Regions from separate parts of the Mus musculus genome. Here region 2 is linked to region 1. A link is a contact called in public HiChIP or PLAC-seq data. All regions are on one chromosome and are shown on one strand. Each heading gives the region's core, a stretch centred on a gene start, on an enhancer-like site or on the middle of the called end of the contact. The rest is flanking DNA. Distances are from core to core; before and after follow the strand shown. Region 1 has its middle 23 kb from the start of Gm36139. Region 2 has its middle 34 kb from the start of Ivns1abp.

Evidence for each region. HiChIP or PLAC-seq counts read pairs in DNA pulled down with a chosen protein or histone mark.
Region 2: a contact with region 1 is called in an H3K27ac HiChIP or PLAC-seq map of embryonic stem cells, with 3 times the contacts expected there. The contact joins two enhancer-like sites. A contact is called at or near these places in 1 of 484 Hi-C or Micro-C datasets (nephron progenitors), 3 of 115 datasets of contacts at active chromatin or transcription factors (embryonic stem cells and stem cell-derived neural progenitor cells) and 2 of 9 other capture datasets (adipose tissue and liver).

Annotation. Positions count from the first base shown.
Region 1 is chr1:151,176,472-151,179,171 of GRCm38.p6, forward strand. No RefSeq gene overlaps it. Among named protein-coding and RNA genes, the nearest start is that of Gm36139, 23 kb to the left of the region's middle. Within about 2 kb of position 1,405, at least 194 of the 459 cell types and tissues checked have an H3K27ac peak or open chromatin away from gene starts, as enhancers often do. A contact at or near this core is called in embryonic stem cells, where this site is marked.
Region 2 is chr1:151,309,379-151,312,078 of GRCm38.p6, forward strand. It overlaps the pseudogene Gm10138. Among named protein-coding and RNA genes, the nearest start is that of Ivns1abp, 34 kb to the right of the region's middle. Within about 2 kb of position 1,358, at least 8 of the 459 cell types and tissues checked have an H3K27ac peak or open chromatin away from gene starts, as enhancers often do. A contact at or near this core is called in embryonic stem cells, where this site is marked.

The sequences.
Region 1 (2,700 bases), core at 155-2,654:
TAAGTTTTTGGTCATCATAACTGGAAGGATGGCTATGAATGAATAAACATAATACAATACAATACAATACAATACATTACAACACAACACAACACTATACAATACAGTGCAGTACAGTCCAATGCAATCCAATCCAATACAAAAGGAGAACATGACTGCTCGGAACGGGTTGAGGATTTTATTGTAGATATAAGGAAAAGCACAAGTAGAGATATCTGGAATTGTCTAGAATGAACCAGGCCAAGAGGGAGAGGGCAGGGTGAAAGAGGAAGAGAAGAGAGAGAGAAAAGGAGGACTAAGAAGCTAGGAGACCACAAGCCCAAGAGGACAAGACATAAAAAGGGCCACGTGGGCTCCAGCTGCCTGTGTAGCAGCTTGGGGGGATGGGGTTTAACTGGGAAGGGGGATAACATTTGAAATGTAGACAAATAAAATAACTAATAATAAAAGAAGGGGCTCATGTAGCCAAAATGGCTGGGTTATGTAGGGAAGAGCAGCTGGGGGAAGGACAGAGAAGCTTAGGGGTTGGAGAGGCTGAAGTGTAAAGCCTAAACAACTCCAACTTTGAGAAGAAACTCCATTTTGTGCAAGACCTGACCCGGAGTTAAACTCCAGTTACAGGAAGAAAACCACAAAGTCCACGTGAGCAAACATTCTATGGCAACCCCCCCCGCCCCCCCCCCACACTCCCACCCCCCTTAGCAACAGCCAGTCAGGCCACAGCAGCAGAGTCAAGGTACATACAGATAACCAAAGACATCCTGCAGAAATAGATAACCCAGCCAGCCTGATTGTCAGGTGATTTTGCCCCCTTGTTTGGTTCCTGCAGATTACACCAGAAATGCAGCTTTTAAAACTTGCTGACCTGTATGGAAATTCCCTGAGCTGGTGGTTGTAACCACAATAAATACCCCTAAACTGGGGCTTTCACTTCTGACCCTCTGCAATGATGACAGTAAGTATTCTTGCTCACGAGTGGTCTAATAAAGACCCTTGAGTGTTTGCATCAGAATTGGCTCCTCGGTGGTCCCTGCGACTTGGGCATAACAGAGGGTAGAGGGCTGGGTGAGAAGCAGTAAAGACCAGGACTCTGAAACAGGCAGACTGCTGCAGGAGGGGCCAGAGCCCGCTTTGATATGTTAATAGACACCTCAGCTTTTTGTCCCTGGTTCCAGACCTAACAGGATAGAATTGCCAGCTATTTGAAACTGAGACTTGGAGCAGATGTGAGAGAAAGACTGGGAAATTTTTGGAGGAATCTTCTAAATCTGATCTGCCTGTTAGACAGGTGGGAGGAGCCACCTAGGAGATGGTTGGGCATTAGGACCCAGAGTTAACCAACTCAGTCTAACCGCTGCCCTTCATCTATCCTCCAACCTGTAGGCTAACAAGGATCAGCTCACATTGCTTCTTGTAATAATTGACGTCACAGAAGTTACACAGAGTCCGTTTACACTGGTTATGCCTTTTAATCCTCACAGCTACTCGGAAGGTGACTTCACCTTCATTGCTTGGGTGAGGAAATCAGGCATCTTGTTTAAGGTCCCGTTGCCAGGAAGTGTGCGAGGGTGATCTCAAGACAACTCCCTCCTTCCAGAGCTGCTCTGGAGAGCTTCCTCCCATGATGAAGCCATGGTGTATCCTGCCTACCTGGGCAGTTTTGTTGGCTTAGGCCTCAGGACTCTGAGATCCTTATCAGTTTTACACCCTGGGCTTCTTTCTATCTGATTGATTTGGAAACTGTAATGGCTTTTTACCATTGCTCACCTCAGCAGGAGGAAAACCCGGTCCCAGCCCAGGAAAGCAACTAGCTTCTTCAGAATGTCTTTGGGTAATGAATAGCTTCCCCATCCACTCTGAGTCAATCTAAGAGCCTTAAAATAAATATTAAATTAAGAACCAACAACATTGTCACAACTACCTCAATTAAATACACAAACATCTGCTAATCTTATGAAGCAGAGACAAAAAGAAAAAAGAAAAAAAAAAAGAAAAGTTAGCGCACATTTGAATAAAAGTCACAAAATTGCTGCCATAACTCTTCCCCTGTCTCTCCTTTGCTCCCACCATCCTCCCACCCAGTTTTCTTTAATGACAACATCACTGTTCTTCCCACCAAAACCTGGCTTTCAAGTCTAGGAAAGCATCAGAAAGTCCCTGCTGAGCTGCCAGCTGGAGAAGTGTCACAGGCCACTGAACTCTAAAATGAGCTGTCTCTGTGACAAAAGGTCCCCTTCCCTGGGAATAACTTCAAGGGATCTCACACTGAGACCCCATTGCTCCTTTTGTATTCCAGTTTGATTAAACTGGGACTTGTGCTCAGGGCTGTTGAGAATCCAGGTGGCGGATCCTAGAGATAAAGGGTTATATAGATCCTTTGTTAGAAACAAACACTCCCATTAGATAGCTTACAACCTCCCAGTCTTCATGCCAGGAGCATTTCAGACAGCCTAGTGGTTTTACACTGAGAAAACAATCAATAAATCAATTTCCAATTCTCTCCTGGCTAGAGATTACCGTTGGTGGTAAAACACAGCCTACCCAGTGGCTAAAATGGAAAGAATTAAAAATTAAGCATTTATACTTGGTGTACATGTATAAGATCATCTAAGAATAAATAAAAGTTATCCTACTGGCTGGTGAGATGGCTCAGTGAATAAGAGCACTGACTGCTCTTCAGAAGGTCCTGAGTTCAAATCC
Region 2 (2,700 bases), core at 108-2,607, 130 kb after region 1:
CTATAGGCACCTAAACAATACCGAAAGTGGAGGAAGCAGGCTGCCCTGGCAGCAGCACACCGGTTAGTTATCTAATACAATGGTCAGCTCTGAAAATGCACAGGCAAGCGGCATCACACAGACTGAGCAACTTATATTTAGAAATACATACACATTGTTGATGCATGTAGCAACAATTAGTGGGAAAAAAAAAGGCCATGAACTTGAAAGAAACAAAGGAGTGGGAGATGGGGAGATTAGAGGGAAGAAGGAAAGGGTGAATGTAATTATATTATATTACAATTATAACCTCAAAATGAAGAAAAATATTTTTGGAAGAGAAATATCTTTAAAAAAATAGTGAAAAATTACTATGGAAGACATTCAAAGTCAATCCCAGGACCCCACTGCATGAACACACACGTCACCCACCCACTCACCTGCCCCACACAAATGCAGATGTACACAAACAGAAAACTCACTAGGCCAGAGTACATGGAAAAATTAATGGCCATTATCTGCAGATAATGGAATTGTGGGTTATGAAATAAATGTTTTATATTTTCGTAAGTGCTCAGTTGCAAGCAAATATTACTATTGTAGTCCTTGGAAATTCTATTTAAAAAAAGATAGCTCTGCTATCACTTTGGCAGTAAATATTTGCCCAAGAGGAAGATGGGGGGGGGGGCAGAACTTTGCAGTGGCCTGAGCAAAGGAGCCACCATTAGGAAGGACGACTAAGGAGGCGTCCTTATGTTTTCACAGAGTGAAAAACTGCTATTTTCTTGTATTCCTTTTTACACGTGAGGAAGGAGGCCAGGGAGGAAAAAGGAAAGTGAAGAAAAGCATGGGATAGTGGAGGGAGGAAGGGAAGCGGAGGGGGAGAGGTAAGACGGAGAGAGGGAGGGGGAAGGAGTTAGACTACAGTGGACACAAGCTCATTTGGTAGCAGTAGATCAAGATAAGTCTCTGGATTCTAATCAACCCCTCTTCTAGAAACAGTCCTATCAGGCACTTACTCGGACCTTTTATATTCAGGAGCCACCCAGGATTGAATTCATTTTTAAAAAAATAAAAATAAAAACAGGCAACTAGCCTGTAAGTGGAAACACACCTCTGGTTGTTTTGTTTTTTGGTTTTTGGTTTTTTTGGTTTGTTTTCGTTTTTTGTTTGTTTGTTTTGGGTTTTTTTGTTTTGTTTTGTTTTGTTTTGCTTGGTTTGGTTTGGTTGTATTTATAAAACTGTTTCTAGTAAGATTGAAGTGAGAACATAAGACTCTCCTAGAATGTGGGCGGCACCTTCACATGGGCTGGGACGGAAGACTGCTTAAGAAAGAAAAGCCAGTGGGCCCCGCCCTTCATCCCTCTCTGCTTCCTGACTCCAAAGGAAAGATGACCAGCCACTCCACACCCCTGCTACCAGACTCCATGGTGAACTGTACCCTCAAGCTGTGAGCAGGGTAGGCACCCCTCCCTTGAGAAGCCCACACTGTCACTTGGATAGGTCTTACTTCCTTCCGAGCTCCCCTCTTTCTCCTCATCTTCCTTAAGTCTATGATAAAATGGCTGTATAAAATCCTGAACAACCCTCCAAAAGAGCAAAGTCCCATGAGCCTTCCTTCAGTCGTTCTTGTGGGGTGTATTGTAACACCACCAAGAAATGACATGAATACCTCCCCTGAGAGGGAATACTGTGTAGAAGGCGACCTGTGATTGCCAAGTCAGAGACAGTGAGTGGCAATAAGGTTCTCGGACATACACTTTAGTTCCTGGCTTCACAAACAGAATCCGTTAACGTGTCGTGGAAAGTACACTGACCACTGTATTCTGCAACCAAATGGAGATGCAATATAATGAGTTGTAGAATTTTCTTTTGGAGAGCTATATTCACGTTATGGAAATATCTTTTTAAAGGAAAACGTTAAAAAAAAAAAAGTTAGCCAAATATTGAAAAGAACAGTTCTTTATTTGAAAGGAAACATTAAGAAAACATGTCCAAATATCCTACTAAAAATGCTGTTGGTTCGGTACCTGGCATGCCCTGCCTAGTGCGCAGGCGCACTACCACTCTTGCTTCCTCTTTCATCACCATCTTCACCTGGGTGCTTGTTGCTGCGTAACCTTCCCAGGGCGGCCTCGTGCCTCTGCTCTCAGGAGTATGTCTCCTAAGGGATGTTTATTCTGTTCTACATTCGGCTAGCCTTCGCTGGTATAATGAGAAAACTAGTCTTTAAGGCATACACTAATGACACAATACAGACTCCCAAGGACTTCAAAGGGCTTAAAGATAATTAGTACACATGTCACTTCTCTACCTTAGATACAGAAAACCTGAGGAACAAGAAATGGAAACGCTTTAATCATAAGTTAATTGAGAAAAAGCGATGAGCCGTACTGTAAGTGCCAAATTAACAACCTAATTGTCTTTTTTTCCCCTTTCATTGTTTTTCGTGTATATCAAGGAAAGCATAAGCCCTATTAAATCTGTCCTAATATTTGGAATGGAAAAATGTCACAGGAGCATTAAAGTCCCTTGGAAATAGCATCTTTTGTGTTGTGATTATAAAAAAAAGATGACATCAACTACACAAAATGCAAAACAAGAATGCAAAACAGGTTTTGAATGTTTCTGAAGGTGGGTCCACCATACAAAGCATCGTTCTATCATTTACAAGCTATCATTTATCATTTTTCTTCCTATGCAAAATGCTCAAGAAGGGAT